Regions from separate parts of the Zea mays genome. Here region 1 is linked to region 2. Evidence: chromatin contacts called from public Hi-C data. All regions are on one chromosome and are shown on one strand. The core of a region is the stretch at or near the end of the contact, and the rest is flanking DNA. Distances in the headings are between cores, read along the strand shown.

The links. Hi-C and Micro-C count contacts between places; a contact is called where the count stands out from the background.
Region 1: a Hi-C map of bundle sheath shows a contact between it and region 2, with 5 times the contacts expected there. The contact joins the promoter of LOC103639781 here to the promoter of LOC100274005 in region 2. A contact is called at or near these places in 6 of 25 Hi-C or Micro-C datasets (bundle sheath, ear, endosperm and 3 more).

What each region holds. Positions count from the first base shown.
Region 1 is chr9:19,837,062-19,839,918 of Zm-B73-REFERENCE-NAM-5.0, reverse strand. It overlaps LOC103639781 (probable WRKY transcription factor 53), which reads right to left and starts at 1,464. Exons shown (of 3, transcript XM_008662493.3): 1 at 518-1,464. The coding sequence starts at 873.
Region 2 is chr9:19,417,772-19,420,815 of Zm-B73-REFERENCE-NAM-5.0, reverse strand. LOC100274005 reads right to left here and starts at 1,306. Exons shown (of 13, transcript NM_001148390.1): 1 at 1,119-1,306; 2 at 700-770; 3 at 1-524. The coding sequence starts at 513.

The sequences.
Region 1 (2,857 bases), core at 215-2,714, 420 kb before region 2:
ATTTTGTTTTGTTTTAGAAAAATCAAAACCGCGTCTCGTGCTGGTTGAGTGGTCGTGTTGTTCCTGCGTTTTTACGTACAGCTTAAACGGGGTCGAGTCTAAACTTGCACATTTGCACGAACCTAAAACATGGCCATACCTAGATATGTGTAAAGCTCCAATACTCACTCCGCACAAAATATGACGCGATCGAATTTTTTTTTCTAGAACTTTAATTATTTGTCTCATTTAAAAAGAATTGCGAATTATTATTTATTTTGTTGTGATTTGTTTTATCAAAATCGTTTGAACGTGATTTAAAACTTAACATTTTTAATTCATATTTTGAATAAGAGAAGTGATTAGATTTTTGAAAAAAGTCAACCGCGTCGTCATAAAGTACATGTTTCCGATGAATTTGCATATATACGCGTAGTTTTCGATTTTTATGCCGTTTGACCCTATATGCATGCATGCACCCGCCAACCCCCCCTTTTTTTAGTTTGAAAAAAATGGAAAGCGAACGCAGTCAACGCACCTCCTCTTGCACATGGTGCTTTGGCGCTCCTGCGCCTGCGCGTCGACAGCGACCGTCCGGCCCGAGCTCTCGTCCGCCGACCGCGGCGAGTCGTCGGAGCGGTCGGTGCCCCGCGACGACCCCGGCGCGGCGGCCTCGAAGGCCCTAGCGACGGCCGCCGCCCGCCCGAGCGTGCGCTGCAGCCGCCGCGCCGCGCCCCTGTAGTGCTCCGCCGCCGCTCGTCGGGACGACGACCACGGCCCGTCGTCTTCGGCGGCCACCATCTCCCCGAGCTGGCGCGCCTGCTCCTCGCCGTCGGCGAGCAGCGCCAGGAGCGTCTGGATGCCCCCTTCTTCCGCTCCCGCGCCGTCTTGCATGGCTGGCTAGCTCTTGCTTGCTTGCCGCCTAGAGCTACTAACTGGTTCGATCGACCGACCGACCACTCAGCGACGAGTGCTCTGTGGACACGTACTGTGGTTGATTATTCTTGGAGGATTTAACACCCTGGGTGTTGATCGGTCTGTACGAGCGGTATTTCAGCAGCAAGCTGGGACGAGTTGGTGATGGGGATGCAGAGGAAAACTGGACGGATGCGACGGCGGCGACGGCACGACAGTGGCCGATCTGAAAGGGCGAGGCTATATATACGGTACCGCTATAGCAGGGAGGAGCAACGGGAGGGAGGACCGTGAAGTTCAGAGGACGAACGCATGAGAAAACACGAGGTGACCTCGAGTGTCCATGACATGAACACAGCAGAAGGATATATACACGAACAGGTGGCTTCTCGGCCAAGAGAATGGCGGCAACGAACGATGCAATGAGCCGATGATCACGAAAGCTTGCAGTGGGGCAGGTATATATGCAGGACGAGCGAGTAGGAGAGAGAGAGAGAGAGAGCAACGGCGGAGAAGACGAGAGGAATGTGGTGGCATGCAATGCTTGTTCCCGGAGAAGGATGCTAGCAGTAGCAGCAGTTATAAGTAGAACGGTTGTCTGAGATCCAACGGCCATGAATCTGTACTGTACTCTGCAGGTCCCGGCCCGTCTGTGCCGCACACCTGTGGTATTCTTCTCTGATTCCCTGGGTTGGGTGCTCGTCCGTCCATTGACCAGTCGGCGGTCTTTGGTCAGACAACTTATTATCGAACCGGGCGGAGGAGCTGGAGGGGAAACTGCGACGTCCACTAGCTCGATGGAGGAGCTGTGAAGAGACCCGAATAGCTAGCTAGGGGCTTGTTCTCACCGAAGAGCAAGCAGTAGCTAGTGACCCGTTCGCGCGCGACTCCTTTTGGAAAGTTCGGTAGGAACACGAATATTCAAATTCAAACCCTGGGACGAACGACGTGCAGTGCCGGTCGTCGTGCGCTGACCCTTCAACCCTGCGGTGCGGTCGATGCTACTACTGGTCTAGTCCAGAAAAGGTCGTCGTGTTTGTTTTGCAGAAGAGAGAGAGAGAGAGAGAGAGAGAGAGAGAGAGAGAGAGAGAGAGAGAGAGAGAGAGAGAGAGAGAGAGAGAGAGAGAGAGAGAGATAGGCCACGTACGACGGCGTTGCCTCATCATCAAGGCTGAGTGGAGGAGGAATGGAGAAGCTAGGAGGAGGTCAACAGGCGAAGGTCCAACGAACCGGCACCGAATCTTCAGACCCGTTTCCGCGTATTTGGACTGGGAGTCTGCAAGTGACAGTGACGCAAGTGCCACGACGTTGTGCTGACGCCGGCCGGGGGAAAGGAGGCAAGCCAGCCGCACAGGGAACAGTTCCCTTTTCTGCTCTCTGTTCTAGTGTTCTGCGCGCGTAACGATTCCCGAACGAATAGGATTCTGCGGCACTCGTGGAGCCCAGCGGTGGCCGCTGACGCGTCCAACAGCGAGTGAGTGAAAGTGAACGAACAAACGAATGAATGACGTCGCTCGCTAGTCGACTTGTTCGTACGACTCGCTCGCCGTAGCTCGTATAAGCGCCGCGTACATACCGGACGGCGTCGCCTTGTTGTGGATTCCATACAAACAACGGCGGAACAGTTCTCGTACGGATATAAGCGTAAGGATTTTTTTTTTTTACATATATACAAACAAAAACAATCGACTTTTTTCTGTTCTCGCTGCCGACATGGCTGGTAGGTACGGCACCAAGGCCAGCCAAACTACTTCAGGGCATGTAGAATGGAAAGGACTCGAGGAGCTAAAATCTTTCCATTTTAGTCTCTTCAATTCTCTCCATTTGCATGGCTCCCAATACATCTTTTAAACAAGCGTGTTTGATTGAGAAGTGAAGAACAATGAAGCGACTTTATTTTATTTTCTAGGGGTTTGGTTTCCAACAACGAAAGAGGAGTGAAACAGTCGGAGTTTTCATATGA
Region 2 (3,044 bases), core at 57-2,556:
TGCCCTATCCGCAACCATGTGAACGACCGAGGAACAAGCGACGAACGCGGCGTACGCGGCCAGCAGAGCCGACCACGCGCGCGCAGACATTGGCCCGAGGAGACGTGCTCCTCCGACGCCGCTGAGAGCGAAGCCGGCGAGGACCAAGCAGAGTCCCTGGGACAGTGCCGTCACCCACCAGTGTGGGAGGTAAGCGGAAGCGTGCTGAGTGAAGTTGCTCCCCAGCATCCACGACGCGAGGCCGAGGTAGACGAGGCCCAAGCAGGCGGTGAACGCCGCGCCGGCCAGCTGCAGCGGCAGGCCGGGCGCGACAGGGGGGCGGCGTGCGGACGCTCTGGTCTTCGTAGTAATCCTGACGACGAGGAGGTGCAGCGCGAGAGCGACGGTGATCAGAGCGGCGGTGCCGGTTTCCAGGATATGGTTCGTGCAGCTGGAGGAGTCGAGTATGTCCGTCCATCCGCCGCATGAGGCGACGGCTTGCTTGGAGCAGAATGGGCTCCCGAAGATGTCCATCGTCCAAGAACCTGGCCAACATAAGAGTTAGTTTTATCGCGTCGTTTTCAATGCTACCACGTCATTAAGAGTGAGATAAAATAAAGATCAAGACATGCACTCTCGATACAAAGTTTCACTGCACGAATCATAGGTTACTATGTCAATTTGATGATACATCTAAATGATGAATAGAGAGGACAGTACTTGTGAAGAAGTAAGACGTGTGTCTCAGTTTTGCTGCGCTTCGATGATTCGTGCTTCAACTCCAGGCCCTTCTGTAACCATGAACAGGGGGAATCTTTTCAGAGCAAAGAACATTCGAATAGAGCTCATACATACGCGCGAAGAAACTTTAATCGATCTGGGGAACATGCGCGACTGGTACACGGCACGAAACTCAATTTGAGGACACACAGCTGATCATGAAGAAACTAATACTGTTGCGTTAAACACATCCACGGCTGGCGCTGAAGAAAACCCAACCAAAACCCCCGCAGAAAACTCCCTGGAGAGGAGAGAGCAGCACGCCCCCGCCCCGGCCGCGAGGAGGAAGAAGGCAGAAAGAAGCGAATAAAAACCAGCGCGGCGGCGGCGGCGGCGGCGGCAGGGAGTGGTCACTGAACCTTCCCAGCGCGCGGCGTTTATCCCATCAAGCAAAGCGCGGCAACGCTCGGCTCCGCGTGGCCGTCGTCTAACAGTCTGCTGGCTGGCTGCGGTTGGTCTGCAGACGCCTCTCCGGAGAGCTAGAGCTAGAGCTAGTAGCTAAAGGCGCGTGCGGATGCGGACGCCGCATCCGTCATTGCTCACGTCGCCGCGCGCGCTACGCTAGCTAGGGAGGGGACGCATCTATATCTAAATGGTACAAAAACTACACCCGAATCTTTTTGTACCGTATAGCTAGAGAACGACTGCATGCTAGCTTAGGTGCGAATAATGCACAAGCCAATCTTTTTGGACCTTTAGATAAAAGATACTCCACAGCAGCAGTAGATGCAACAACCCTAATTTACCAGTGTTTAATAAATAGTATGGATTCGGATCGGATGGATTCATCAGAAGTCTCGTTCTCTCACGCCTGCATCTAGACTTGTGCACAACCGTCCCACGTGTAAAAAAAACAGAGGGAGAGCGAGCGAGAGAGAGAGAGAGAGAGAGAGAGAGAGAGTTTGTTGATGGGGTGTACGATTGGCTTGGCGGGCGGTGGCGTGGCCGGCGAGAGACGACACCGAAACGGGACGGGGCAGGCAGCGGCGCGACCGACGACGTCGGGTCGGGAGGAGAAGGAAGGCCAAGCGCGGGCTGCTGCTGGGCGCGCGCGCGCGCGGAGAATGCTTAATTGAGAGGCCTCCGTCCTCCGATATCTATATATATAGCCCGATGATGAACGAACGACGGCAGATTAGCGCCTCCCCTCGGCGATCGGCGCCCACGAACGCACCGTCGTCGTCACGTGCTCGCCGCGGGGGCGGGGCGGGCTAACCGGACGGTCAAAGCCCTACAGTACGCAGGTCGACCGACCATGGGCGCATGGGGTTAGCTGGCTGCTGCAACTGCAACGCGTGCGCCGCCGCTGCAACCGACACAGAGTACCGCCGGAGCGGCCGTCAGTTTTTGGAGCACCATCTGTCCTGTAGCCTGTAGGTGCCATGAAATGAACCACTCGCAAATGTCCTTCTATCCAATATATATAATATTTATTTATACTTAAAGCTTCAAATTAACGCATTACAAAATATATATATATATATATATATATATATATTAACTAAGTTTCTCCCTCTATATGGCACGTGCATCCATGTCAACAAGAATTCATCCTCTATAATTCGTCCAGCCGTAACGATACTCCTCGTATACCCCACCATCCATATAAAATGTAATTCGTTCAGCCGTAACGAGAGAGACCCGCATGTAACTGCATTCACAACTATATTTATATAAGGGTTATTTTACAAACTTAAATTTTACGAGGAATTTCTATTTTACTAATGAAAATTAACGAATTTCTCTTGCATTTAGATAGGCCCTACTCTCTGATTCTCTGAAGCAGCAGGACAGGAGCTGGTGCGTCCCTGGTCCCGCTGTTCGGCCGTTCCAGCCCCAGGGGGGGAGGGGCCGGCGTCGCTGTCGAACTTGTCCACGTTGTACCTCTAACCAATCGTCAAAGAAATGCTTGCTCTAGTTTAGCCGGAGATGCACATGAAGAACCGGCCGGCGGGCGCAGGTGGCTGTGGCGTGGCCGACGGACCACGGAACGCGCCGCCACTGGCCGTCTCGAGCGGCCCTCACGTGCTCGCCGCGGGGCTACCGGACGGTCAAAGCCCTACAGTACGCAGTCGGCAACGCGTGCGGCCGGGGGCCCGGCCTGAGGTTTAAGTTAGCTGGGCTGCAACTGCCAACTGCCAACTGCAACGCGTGCCTGCCGATCCAACCGACACGAGTAGTACAGTACAGGCGTACAGGTACAGCCGGAGTGGCCGTCAGGGTAGGGTGTCATGAACCACTCGCAAATGCCATGTCCTTCTGTCGAACAAAAATTTATATAACCT